Regions from separate parts of the Sus scrofa genome. Here all the other regions are linked to region 1. The links are chromatin contacts, called in public HiChIP or PLAC-seq maps. All regions are on one chromosome and are shown on one strand. Each heading gives the region's core, a stretch centred on a gene start, on an enhancer-like site or on the middle of the called end of the contact. The rest is flanking DNA. Distances are from core to core; before and after follow the strand shown.

What was found. HiChIP or PLAC-seq counts read pairs in DNA pulled down with a chosen protein or histone mark.
Region 2: a contact with region 1 is called in an H3K27ac HiChIP or PLAC-seq map of skeletal muscle. The contact joins two enhancer-like sites. A contact is called at or near these places in 2 of 47 Hi-C or Micro-C datasets (fibroblasts and skeletal muscle) and 2 of 2 datasets of contacts at active chromatin or transcription factors (alveolar macrophages and skeletal muscle).
Region 3: a contact with region 1 is called in an H3K27ac HiChIP or PLAC-seq map of alveolar macrophages. The contact joins two enhancer-like sites. A contact is called at or near these places in 1 of 47 Hi-C or Micro-C datasets (epiblast stem cells) and 1 of 2 datasets of contacts at active chromatin or transcription factors (alveolar macrophages).

Annotation. Positions count from the first base shown.
Region 1 is chr13:126,366,604-126,371,082 of Sscrofa11.1, forward strand. All of the region lies in intron 8 of LPP (lipoma-preferred partner), which reads left to right. Among named protein-coding and RNA genes, the nearest start is that of MIR28, 87 kb to the left of the region's middle. Within about 2 kb of position 2,083, at least 7 of the 83 cell types and tissues checked have an H3K27ac peak or open chromatin away from gene starts, as enhancers often do. A contact at or near this core is called in alveolar macrophages and skeletal muscle, where this site is marked.
Region 2 is chr13:125,960,607-125,965,085 of Sscrofa11.1, forward strand. All of the region lies in intron 2 of LPP (lipoma-preferred partner), which reads left to right. Among named protein-coding and RNA genes, the nearest start is that of LPP, 180 kb to the left of the region's middle. Within about 2 kb of position 2,720, at least 8 of the 83 cell types and tissues checked have an H3K27ac peak or open chromatin away from gene starts, as enhancers often do. A contact at or near this core is called in skeletal muscle, where this site is marked.
Region 3 is chr13:126,039,930-126,044,408 of Sscrofa11.1, forward strand. All of the region lies in intron 3 of LPP (lipoma-preferred partner), which reads left to right. Among named protein-coding and RNA genes, the nearest start is that of MIR28, 240 kb to the right of the region's middle. Within about 2 kb of position 1,777, at least 12 of the 83 cell types and tissues checked have an H3K27ac peak or open chromatin away from gene starts, as enhancers often do. A contact at or near this core is called in alveolar macrophages, where this site is marked.

The DNA of each region.
Region 1 (4,479 bases), core at 833-3,332:
ATAATATTTCTGACACAAAGTTATAAAGCATAATAAGACGATATACCATGTACCCATTATCCAATTTAAGAAATAAAATATTAGAAATCCAGTTGAAATCTCTTAGGTTCTTACCCCAATCACATTCTCAAGGCTCCTGTACAGTGGTAGCTAATATGCTAAATTTGTTTTAACATCCATGGGAGTTCCCATCATGGCTCAGTGGTTAATGAATCCAACTAGGAACCATGAGGTTGCAGGTTCGATCCCCAGCCTCGCTCAGTGGGTTAAGGATCTGGCATTGCCGTGAGCTGTGGTGTGGGTCACAGATGCAGCTCAGATCTGGCGTTACTGTGGCTCTGGTGTAGGCAGGCGGCTACAGCTCCAATTATATCCCTAGCCTGGGAACCTCCATGTGCTGTTCTAGGTGCAGCCCTAGAAAAGACAGAAAAAAACAAATAAAACATACATTTCTGTACAGTTTTATTGCATATCTCTAATATGTAATATATATCATATATTATTATATATTAGCTCTAATATATATTATATATAGTATATGTTATGTATTATCTCTAATATATATATTATATATATCATACTTTATATATGATATATATTATTATATATTATCTCTAATATATATGTTGTGTTGTTTGCATATAGTATTTCTTAATTTTAAATGAATGTATTGTATCATACTTATTTTTCTGAGACTTTTTCACTCAAAATTGTAAGACTAGGGTGTATAAATATGTATGAATTATATGATAATTATTTAAGAAAATCTAAGGAAACCTAAATTATTTATTAGTAACCTAGCAAAATCAAAATAGAAATTTACATTTAGAAAATAAAATGGGAAAAAAATCTTTATGAAGAAGCAACAAAAACAAAATACCTAGGTAAACCTTTAAAAGGGTAAATGATCTAAGTGAAGAATGCTATAAAATTTTACAGGGATAATTAACTCAGGAGCAAAATGATTGGAGGATTGAATATGCTTTGGAAAGCACCTCTCACTTTAACAGGCATTTATATCATCACCCTGTAATTATACAACAGCTCAACTTTCAGTGGGAGAATAGTTACTGCACTGTCCTTTGCTGATGGATTTTATTTAGCCTTTTCCCCTATAGAGCCCCTAGCCCTTTGCTGATTTTCATTACTGCCCACCACATCCCTGCAGGCTATACGGCCCTCCCTGGAAAGGGTAGTAAGGCTCCCACCTGGAAGAAGATGGCCCAGAATAATAGAGACCTAGCCAGACATACCTTTTGCCACAGTCTGCTATCCCAAACTCTACTTTTTTCTCTTGTCATAGAGATAGAATGCTTTTTAAGAGCCAGGAGGAACCTTAGAAATTCAATAACGTCATTTTATAGCTGAGAAAACCTAAAGCCTGAGAAAGCTGACTGATTTGCCTGAGGTTATATGGTTTATTAATGTCAGAGGCAGGAATAGAAACCATGAGCCTTGATGATGCCTTCAAAGAACTGCTTTCTTTGGGACTGACATGAGAGGTTTAACCATATGTGACTACAGGGCCCAGAGTAACATCCCTAGAAAATACTGGATTGCATAAATTTTGGTTGGAGAGTTTAGACATAAGACAGAAGTTGCTTCAGCCCTAACCAGAATGGAGAGTCTCAGATTTCCAGGTTACATGCCTCTGAAACTTTATGCTAGAACTTTCCCACTGCCCTAGTTTGTTTATTTTTAAATCAAGCATGAACTCACCACTTGGTGTTTGCCAGAGTTTGGATGAATGTCAGCATCAGGCCGCTGTAATAATGGTTTAAGATTATTTAATCCTATTACTTATACACTTCATTAGGCTGAGTGAATTGTTGGCAGTGGTTCAGTAAACTTCCTACTTTAGAGATAGATAAAAGGTTGGAAAGAAAATGGGGAAGGAGTCTGTTCCTTGTTTTCTTTCATATTTATCCTATATCTCCTAAAGGATGAAGGAATGATAATTACTCAGTACAGTGCAAAATCTGTATTAGTAGGGTCTTTTTAACTGGACTGTACCCTCAGAACCGAAAAATGAATACATTTTCGATTAGAATTAAAGATTTGGGCAGAGGAGATAGAGGGAGGAAAGGAGAGAGAGAGAGAGAGAGTGTGTGTGTGTGTGTGTGTGTGTGAGAGAGAGAGAGAGAGAGAGAGATTATGCTTTCAAACTGATCTTAAAAATAAACCAGAAAATAAGTTGGAAGAGTCCTAAGTAAGATATTCAATCTTTCATTTAGGGGGCCTGAGATGAGGCAGCAAATATTTTTAGAGAAAGAATATGGAATTTAACTTCAGACACTAGTCTGCATTCACTTCATTTCTTTTAGCTTAAATTTCCTCACAAATAGAATGAAAATGGTATTTCTTACCCCAGTGGCTAAGTGAGGGTTCAGAGAGGCTGATGGGGCTGAATAAAACTCAAAGTGTGGAGGCTCTGAGCAGTAAATAACTGCATAGACTGAGGCTCAGGAACATATGTACAGAACCTGCAGAAGAGAAGTTTGTGTAGCTTGAATCCCCAAAGGACAGTTATTCTTCCATGTTTCAGTCTCCAGAATGTTATCTGCACACTGCTGGTTTGAGAGCTTGAAGAGTCTGAGGACCAGTCACCAGTCATGAGCCTCAGGGAGCTTGGTTTTCCCAAAATGTGCCAGAGGCCACCTGCTTTGGAATCACCCTGAAGTCCTCATTAAAAACAAAATTCTGGACTACTCCCCAGAATTCCTGCACAAGAAGCCAGGAAGTTAGCATTGTTTATAAGGCTCTTGGAGAAGGTTCCTTTGCACACCCAGATTTGAGATCTATGTGCCTAGACCTCCAGCCCAGCTCGTGTAAGAAGCAGTCCTGAAACACTTCACTTTTACCCCACACGCCTCTCCTCCACATTCCTTTTACAATACTGGGCCAAACTGGACACTTCTCCCAGACATTGCTATCTTAGCCTTCTCTCTCTGTGCCCAGCCTGCTGTCTGCCTTGTACCTTTCTCCATCTCCACCATTTGAAAATCTATCTCATCCAACCTTAAAAAAGCTTTCCTGGAACTTCCCTAAATAGATGGGGCCTTTTCTGAACATGCAAGGCTTTTATTTCTCCCTCTCTCATAGGTTTTAACCTTCTACAATTGGTGTTATAGCCATTTGAGATTTTTGGCATATTCCCTTATGAATTTGAAACCATTATTGGGGTGGGGGTTATCACATTTTATTCTTTTTTTCTTTCCCTTAGTTCTTGTCCCAACGGGTGTGCCTCTGGTTGCTTTGATATTTATTTGGGGCGGGTGGCTGGAGGGGAATTGGGTTTCCATTTAGATCCCAGTGTCTCCTAAGAGAGTCTTTGACTCTTTGTCCTTTGCTGTACCTTGGATTTGGGACTCTATGTGTGTATAAGAAGCAGAGAAGAGAACTTGGCTTGGGGAGCCTGTCAGCAGTCATTGCTGAAATGTAAATGTAAAAAATTGAAAAGAAGGATGTGAGAGTGAAGCCAGCTGTCTTGCTTCCAGCTGTAGAATTATCATAAGAGCTGTTGCACTCAAGGGCAAATGCACAGGCCCAACTTGTAGATGAAAATTGCTGGGGAGTTTGGGTGGAAATTCTCTGATATTCTGATGACTTTGAATGGGGACATGGTAATTCCTTCCCCTAGTCAGGCTTACTTAAAAAAAATAAAAAAAAAAAAAGAACTTACTTCCTGGATCTCTCTTTTGCTCACCTCCCTGCAGAATCAGAGGATGCCAGGCAAGGCTGGCATCATCTTTATTGCAAGGCAAGAAGGCAAGTGCTCTTTTTGAGTGTTTCATAGTAACAAGCATCTGATATACTGTCAGGTCTTAAAAATATTTTTTTTTAACTTGAAGATTATTTAATAATTCAGTGTCCTACATTTATGAGAAAATAGGATGCCATGAGAGGGGGAAAGACATGTTTAGGATGTCAGGAATGCGTAGATGCCCTGAGAACTCTGAGAAATCTAAATCACAGACATACAGGTGTGATGAGTTTTTGAATTATATCAATTATTTTGCATCATGAATGTCTTTCAAAAAAGTAACTTTTGTTTTACAAGCTCTTGAATAATACTAAAAGGTATTTGGGGCAATTTATATAAATAAAGCCATTGGGACACGTTACTTAAAACTGAGCCTTCTAAAATGTATCCCTAAAAAAAAGTGAAAGTTTATATTTTTATTCTAGTTTAGGCAAAAACTCTAAGTAAAATCTATTATAGAAGCATAACAAATATACAAATAATTTCCCCACAAAATACTATTAAATGTACAGGGGCCTCAGAGGCAAGAACTCTAGGGGAATGAAGTAGAGATATTTGGAGGAAAAAAGAGGAATTAAACAAAAGTCTTCATGGAGGAAGAGGCCTGTACCTGTGTGTCATATGGTAAATCTTAGTTTCTTCTAATACCAAGTTTTCATTCTTTTTCTACCCTGACAGGTAAAAGAGAACTGTTACAATTCCTTTTTACAAATTAA
Region 2 (4,479 bases), core at 1,470-3,969, 410 kb before region 1:
CCTGCAGATAAACAGCTGATAGCTGTATTTCACAGCTAGCTCTGCTGTGGTCCGTATACTCTTCTAGAAGTTTTAGAAGAGGTGGGGTAGTCAATGTGCTGTTCCTAACTGCAAGCCCTGTAGAATAGCAAATTTGTGGAAGATTTGTTATCAGCATTTAAAGTACTGTAAACATTTGTTCTGCTGAATATTTTGTTTACCTTTTGCTGTGTATTTCCATGATCTTAATCATGATTTTATTTACACAGACCTTTGAAAGAATTGAAGTCTGTTGGTACTACCCCATATTTGTATGAGTTAGAAATTTAGAATTGAGTGGAAATTTTAGTTTTACATTAATATGGTTTTCAAAGCTGATATTCACCATACACATAGAATAAGGACAGGTCATGTGCAAACAAGGCCAGTGAGGAGACGTATGGACCATGAAACTCCTCTATGAGTAAATCAAACAATGCAGCCACTTGTGTTGTTTGATTTTATTCTCATTTCTACAAAAATACCATCTTATTTAAAAAAGATGGTAGCCAAAAATACAGGAATAGCTCCTACCTGTCTTTTTGTCCATCTGTAGTCCACAAAATGCCCCTGCAAAAAATCCTTTCCTATGTATTTCATGTATTTTCATGGGTAAACATATCAGAAAAGTGTACTATAGACACACCATAGATTTTGATAGCTCTATGAGGCAGAGACCTATTTGTTCATTAAGAAACTGTAGTTATTACATTGTTTCCTCCAATGCCAATTGTTAAATATTAATAAAATAAGTTTTGAGAAGTGGTTAACTATGCCCCCCTTCTTCACTAAAACCCATTTTGAAATTACCAAGAAAATTTTAATCATGTCTTGAAAGATCATGAAAAATTGCTCTTGAGACAGAGGGATTTAATATTTATTTTTCTGTCTATCATCCATCTGTCATCTATCTATCTATCATATCTATCTGTCTGTCTATCTACTTTTTTTTGTTTTGGAAGAGGTTTTGGTGTGGAAAATAGGATAAAACTTCTCAAATAGCCTTTGGAAAGTAGAGAAGTAAATATTATGGAGACATGCTACAGAAATTTAAAATAATCTTGTGGTAAGAATTGGTATCGGTGGCAGTAATGAAGACAGAATAACTGTTTAAATAAATAATTAGACTTGACAGTAGACGTGTCAACAGGTACCCACTTAATGAGTGTAATCATTGTTTTTCTCGGCTTTCAACGTTGATCCACTGACTGTGGTGTGTTCCCTGTCCAATTTCCAAACCAAGTCTATTTAAAGCTGTACTTCATGGAATCTGAAACTGTATACCCTGTTTACTATTTAGAGCTGATACCCGATGTTCTTTAACAGGGAATATCTGTACTTGAGCAAGAACAGGTTTCTGGCCTCTGGTAGAACATTGATTTTCCTTATTTTCTACAAGGTGATTCATTAGCAGGGATGAATAATGCCCAATTAATTCTCATGGACTTGTCTATATTGCTAGAGTGCATTGTTTATTATAATTTAATAGAAACAGCCCTAATCTGTCTTAACACAAATAAATCAGTGATTTTTTTTTTTTTTTTTTTTGAGGTGGAGGTAGAGACAGTAGTTATAAGTAAAATTATTTTCTTAGTCATCTGGATAGAATCTCATTGTTTGCAGGAGTGAAGCAATGCATTATGGGTTATGTTCTATGAACCCAAATTCATGAGAATCTAATTCTACTGCTAGCTCTGGGCCTTGGACAAGTCACTTTCCCTTCTCTGGGGTCCTTTTCAGTATCTAACAACAGATAAAGTTGGACTGGTCAGTATGGCATTTCTTCTAGTCAAATGTCCTATTTTTTACAATGTTTTTCCCTTGGCCAATCCTTTCTCCTACTGCCGCTTTTCCAATGTCATAGGAGAATGCAGTATGTGAAAATAGTTGTTCTTTTCAGCATTTGACTTTTGTACATACCAGAAGGGCAGGTAGTGATTTGAACTATACATACAGTATGATTGGCCATTTATGCATTTTTTTGGTTCCCATTCAGTTTCTGGTAGAAAAGAAAAAACATCTGTTCTTCCGTGTTTCTCTGCTCTATAATCTGGGTCTCAGTTTCACAGACTCTGGTAGCATAGAGAGGTTCCTCTTCTGTTTGTTGTTTGACTTTTCCAGGGTTGCAGTCAGTGACCTTAAGGAGAGATCAGAATGTTAAAGGCAGAGGGGACTTTAAGAACCACTCTAGCCAAATTCTTTCATTACAGAGATGGAGATTTTGGGTCAAGGAGAGAATCTGATTTGTCTAATGTATTAGTGGGCTAGAAGATCTGGGCTAGAATTCTTTCTTCTGACTCCATAGTTATATCTCTGTTTTAGGAGAGAAATCTCTATGTGAAGTGTGCTTTCTCTTCCTGATTTTAAAGGGACGCCATTTTCAGGCAAAACCAATCCCATTGTCAACACAGGGATGTGAGCTGCCCTTGAAACATAAATGGATGCCAAGCCTCTCTGTTTTTTCCATGAGGCATGGTATAGAGGATTCTGGCTGCTTGTCTTCTCTGTGTTTATTAGGAGGCTGTGGATTTCCCTGTAGTTCTTCCTGTAAGAGATTACTTGCCCCTGACCTCACCACTGTGTCTTCCTGCCCTTTTCTGATCCAGTGAATTATAGGAAGCTGAGTATGAGTTCCTAGCTGGCTATGTACTACGCATAGTTGGGAACATTAATAAAGAGAAGACAGATGCAGGATTAATACACAGGGGACAGGAGAGTAATAGCCAACATGGTGAAATCTAGTTCAAGGCCTGCAGTTCACAGTCACTGTGCTACCCAAGATTAACAGCAGCATCTTTCATTCTTTCAGACCTTCTCTCTGCCTTGTTCTCGTGGGACTGGGCTGGGACTGACAATCAGCTGGGATGATCTTTGCCAAAATCAAACTAATGTTTTCATGAGATTTCCAGAGAAGAGAGTAGTAATTATCTAATAGTTAGAAGATAACTTTGAGGCCACTGGGTCTTAACACTTATCTTATACCTCATAATCCTGGCATGTAGAGTGTGGCAATTATATTACTGAGTCTGTGGTTCAATCCTGGCTCTACTTAATTTGCTGTGACTTTGGTGAAAGCATGACTTTCCTCTGAACCTCAGTTTCTCCATCTGTAATATGGGAGGGGGAGGAGGCGGAAGCGAGTGAAATAGATGATGTCTGAGTTTCCCCAACTCTGATTTTCATGAGTCTCTGATTTTTCTAAGGTCCCATAGCAAGTTTGCAGCCAAGCTGAATCTGAAATTCTTTGTCTGGTTTGGAGTGCTCATCATGAAAACTTCCACTGTCTCTTTCTAAGCTGCATGCTTGTGTCTTTTAGCCTTGTTTTATTAAATAAACTTCTTTCTCTCTGAGTTGGAAGATCCCTTTCTGTCAAGGGACTTGCCTAAGGCAGTAGTTATTAATTTGTCTCTCTGTGTGTGTGTTTAGCGGTAGGGGAAAGGATTATGGAATATTTGGAAATGCAGATGAATCTATGAAATAGAAAATACATGTCTGCATAGAATGTTGTCTATAATTTCAGGAGGTCTGTAAACCTTCTGAAGATCATATATAGGTTCTAGATTAAGCAAAAGATATTTTTCAGTGTGGGAAGTCTGTGATGACATTTGGGTAACATACATTTCCTTTGCTGTTGGATTTCTCCCACAATTCACCTATTGTTTTGCTCTGAGTGTCAGACTCATTTATGAGCATGACTCTGGACATTTATTACATTTCAAGTTGTTGAGTGATGTCTTAATATTGAAATTCTTATTCTACTTATTTTATTCATTCACTCACTCACACACATTCACTCACTCAGGTGTTGTTTTAATCCAAAATCTGCTAAGTGCTATCCATTTTAATACTTCATTTCATTAATCTCATAAAGTAGAAAATTATTTTTTCCCACCTTTCTTATGTGGACCCTGAGCTCAGAGAGTTTGTGTAATTTGTCTAATGTCATACAGCAAATAAAATAGCAAAGTCTGGATTCAAATGCACATCTGCTTCAAGATGTGTGAATACCTCCAGAGATAACACAGACTATGAATAGGGACAGTGAAACAATTCTAAAAACTGTAGAAGTTTCTGGTAGGAATTGGACAGAGGCCCCCTGAAGAATACTCTGAATGTGAGCAATGGGAGTTCAGAGATGAACAAGATCATATGTCCTGAAACATTTACATGAAAATTCATTAATTAAGTACTCTGCTGGTACCTTCAGGCAGAATAAGAAAGTTGGGCAGTTGTATAAACTGCCTTATAAATAACTCATATTTTTCCCATTCTTTCAAACTTGTATCAGGTTAGTATTCTCAGTTTCTCCATTTTTATAAGTGAGAGGAGGAGGAGACAGAGTGATAGGGTCATAGAGCCCTGATCATACTGCAGGTTATCAACTGAATTGGAATCTCAATGCTTTGGGAAATCCATTTGTTGTTTTCTCCCTATTATGCGGGGGATTTTTACTAGAGATAG
Region 3 (4,479 bases), core at 527-3,026, 330 kb before region 1:
ACCACAATGAGGGAGAGATTGTCCAACTGGATTGCTTGAATATAATATCCCTTAGGGCTGGGGCATGTGGTTTCATTGTAGTCAGGACAACAGAGCACAGTGATGGATCATAAGTGAGTAAGCAGATGGAGATCTGTTGGCATACATGGCCAGGGTCATAGCTGTGCAGGTGGTTCTATTCCTGTGAAGAGTCATGAAAAACCCCCCTCTTAGACTGAGTGGGGTAATGATAGTAATGAGAATGATAGTAAAGTTTTCTGAAGTGTTACGTTGCAGTTACTATTCCAAGCATGTGTGTGTGTGTGTGTGTGTGTGTGTGTGCGTGCGTGCGCGCGCGCTTATTTCATAATAATCTTATAAAATAGTGCTGTTATTCATTTCTATTTGTTGAATGCACAGAGGTGTGAAATGACTTGCTCTAAGTCACATAGTTATTGGAGTTCCTGTTGTGGCTCAGCAGGTTAAGAACCAGACTAGTATCCATGAGGATGAGGGTTTGATCCCCGATCTCTATCATTGGGCTAAGGATCTGATATTGTGGCAAGCTGCATGATAGGTCATGGATGTGGCTCGAATCTGATGTTTCTGTGGCTGTGGTATAGGCTGGCAGCTATAGCTCTGATTCAGTCTCTAGCATGGAAACCTCCATATGCTGCAGGTGTGGCCCTAAAAAGATTTAAAAAAAAAAGTAAAAGGAGTTCCCATTCTGGCTCAGTTGGTTAAGAACCAGACTAGTATCCATGAGGATGTGGGTTTGATCCCTGGCCTCACTCCACGAGTTAAGGATCTGGTGTTGCCGTGAGCTGTGGCATAGGTCAAAGATGTGGCTAGGATCCCACATTGCTGTGGCTGTGATGCAGACCTGCAGCTGCAGCTCCAATTCTACCCCTAGCCTGGGAACTTCCATATGCACAGGTGTAGCCCTCAAAAGCAATAAATAAATAAATAAACAAACAAACAAACAAACAAACAAACAAACAAAAAATTGTCGCAGTTATTAAGTAGTAGAACTGGGTTTTGAACCCAGGCACTCTGGTCCTGGTGCTACACTCTGCTGCCAGGTTATGAAGTAATAAAGCTATAAAGGCAGATATGGCATGCCTTTAGAGTAGGACTGCAATCCCTTAGGTTTTTAAACCAGATTGACCTAAGGTTTCCAGCATTTTCTAAAGCTGTTGAACTGAATAAATCTCTCAGCTCTAATGCCAGGATAACCTGCAAACAACACAAAGAGATTTGGCCATAAAAGAGGATAGAGATCAAGACATTTATTATAGTTCTTATCTCTTTTATTTAGTTCTTTGTGTCTGAGAGAGTATGAATCTAAAACATAGTAGTAGATACCCATAAATACTTAAATTTCAGGTTTGAAGGAAGGAATGGATGGATGAATGAATCATGTAATACATATATCCATTTCTTGGAGGTTTAACCTTGAGCTTAGAATCTTTGTTTAACTATAATTAGCTTAGACTAGGTATGGTCATTTTACTAAAGCATAATTTTAGGATTAAAAGGTAACTCTGCAAACTGTAAAGGAATACTGTTAATTAGTTTCAAAATGTGTTAGTTTGATTTATTGTTATCTTTTTCTGATAAAGAAAGGGTGTAGTCTCCCCAAAAGTTTAGTGATTAAGTCACCAGCCGTCTTTTCTATTTTGGTAGTTGTGGTAATTGATGTTTCCTGGAAATTTTCCCCCTGTTCTATTAATACCGCCAAAGGGGGTTACAGCCATGACTCACTCCAGGAAGTCAACCATCATTTGCTTCCTCAATCTCACCAAACAGTCCCCATGTACAAAATCAACGACTTCTGCAAATGAGTTACTTTATAGCTCAAGAAAGTTCTAGATAATACAGCTTTTGTGGTTCACTTTCTGCTTCCTGCTGTAATGGGGACTAAAACAAAAATTCATGTTTTGCTTCTTTGTGTTCTTCAAATCTCTGACCAGTTAGGTCACTAGTGTGGTCTCTTGGTTAAGAGAACTCCCACCTGCTGTCTAGCAAAAGTCCCTTGGCGCTCATGTTTGCAAAGTTACACCTGGGGACAGGGGCTTTAGCAGTCAGGGAACTTGAGTTCATGAACTCCAGTGTGGTCTATATTTCTTAACAGTGTACACCTGACTTTGTGTTTCTGTATTCATTCATTTGGCCTTTTTTAAATCAATTAACACATTCATTTATTCTATGACTAATTCAGTATTTCTTGACCATGAGTGTGTGCCAGACACCATCCTAGGCATGAGGATATAGTGCGGATAGCACCTGTCCTCAGGAAGCTCCCAGTCTGCTTACTGTGTACTCTATTACCGAATTACTCACACAGGAAAGAAACTCAGTGAATGCAGAGAAAAGGAATCAAGCCCCAGTGATATATATAAATTTGTGAAGCATAAGGTTATTCCCGTTCATTCTGTAATTTTTTCTGCCTGGACTTCATCTTACCTACTCTCCACCTACCCCTACTCCCTCCTGACCGCATACCCATACACACTGGGATGGAACTCAATTGTGCATTTTTTGTGGCACCTCATATTTTCTATCTTGGATTATAGTAATTTATCCTCATGCCTTAGCTTCGCTGCAGATTCTTTGGGTAGAAGCAGTGTATGGCCCATTTCTGGGTCAAGGATGTCTCCCTTTTGACCTTTGCCCTCCCCCAACTCTCCTGGCCTCCTTACACAGTGCCAGATAAATGGTGTTCGACGTGTTTGACCAATGCTGGCTGTGTGATCTTAGACAAATAGGTGAACTTCTCTGAGTCTCCATGTTCTCTTTCACAAAAAAGAGGTTAATTTTGCCTACTTCCTAGGTTGTTGTGAAGGTTGGGTATTGTATTGAAAGTTCTTGTAATAACGTCTGGCACTTAGTAAGCACTTGCTAAATGTCATCATTAATAGGTGATTTTACTGCTACTTATGAATTGCCAACATTTCCTTCTAGGATTTTCTTGTAGTTCCTTATGATTGGTAGAGAAGAGACATATAGTCTAGGACTCTACATCAGCCTTCTTTATATGGGAAATTAGATGTAGATAAGCTGTTGTATATATCTCATACCCTTATATGATTGCTGACAAAATATTAAGTAAAAATTATGCTACCATTTCCCCTTGATGTCAAGTCATGGTATCATTAACTTCTCAGAATTTTTCTAGGTACTTCCTGCTGACAACAATTTTTTAAGGGGTTATGTTAATTGGTACCATCATCTAGTGATGCAGCTTGATCTTTGGGTTTTGACTTGGGTCCTTGGTCCTTGGTCTTTTGTTTATTCTTGTTGTGTGTGGCGGAATTAGGCAGAAAGACTTTGATATCCTCTTACCTCCCTCTCCCATCTCCTGCTGGCAGAGAAAATGTAAAGAAGAACAACAGAGTGACTGAAAAATTGCTGTGATGAAAAAAAAATGTGTAACATAATGAGAACTCCAACTATACACATAATATATATGAATTTATGTGTATATATATGAATATATGTATATATTTCATATGGCTATATATATCAGACTTTTGGGTTGACATATTTCTGTGTACACACAATATGCACTTTTCAAAACGTGTTTATACTCCACTGTCGTGGAATCCTTACAGATTAACCCTCTCTAGTTGTCACAGCAGTGATAGTGGTCTCCATTTTATAGATGGGGAAGTTCAGAGTCAACAGCTAATATGTTCTAGAGCAAGGGCTGAACCCAAGTTTTCAAAGTCCTGAGGCAGGAATAGTTTTTCATCACATTGTGTGTCAGAATATATCAGATGACAATTTAGAAACGTGGATTTAGATCAAAGGTGAACATTTATTTCTGTTGTAATGTTGCTTAACTTCCTAATAAAAATAAAACTGCAGTGAAGCTGCATTTGTCATCATTTAGGAACCTTCATACTCCTCTTCTTATTTTTATCACAGTTGCCAGGATCTGTGCTCCAATAAATGGTCCCTGGAAGGTTCAGTGTTAGCGTTGAATGGATGTTTTCAAATCCTCCTAAGTTTGTCCATTTCAGTACTTACCACAGTTTCTAATTGCATATGTGTGCAATCATTTGATCACTGCCCAGACTTAAATGTAAACTCCATGGGGCACTGTTGCATTTTAGGGGTCTAAGCAGGCAATAGGTATTTAGTAAACAACTGTTTAATGAATGAAAGGACACACACTTGTTAGATCCAGAATGTCAGTGCTACAAGGAGCCTTTTAAGTATTTGAATTTGGCTTAACAAAATATTACTCAAAACTTCTTCTGTTCCAACCTCTGACATAGATGCTTTGTAGTTTATATTGAGAAAAAAGACACGATTTCCATCATCAAAAACTAGTAATTTATTGGAGGGAGCATTTAAAATATGTGATATGAATTCTAGCCGAGCTCTAGGCAAAACTGTTGGGAACTACAAAGAGGTATAAAGATATACTTCTAATCAGAGACATTGCGCAAGGCTTTCTGACCATGTATTTCATCTGGATCTTGGAAAGTTGAT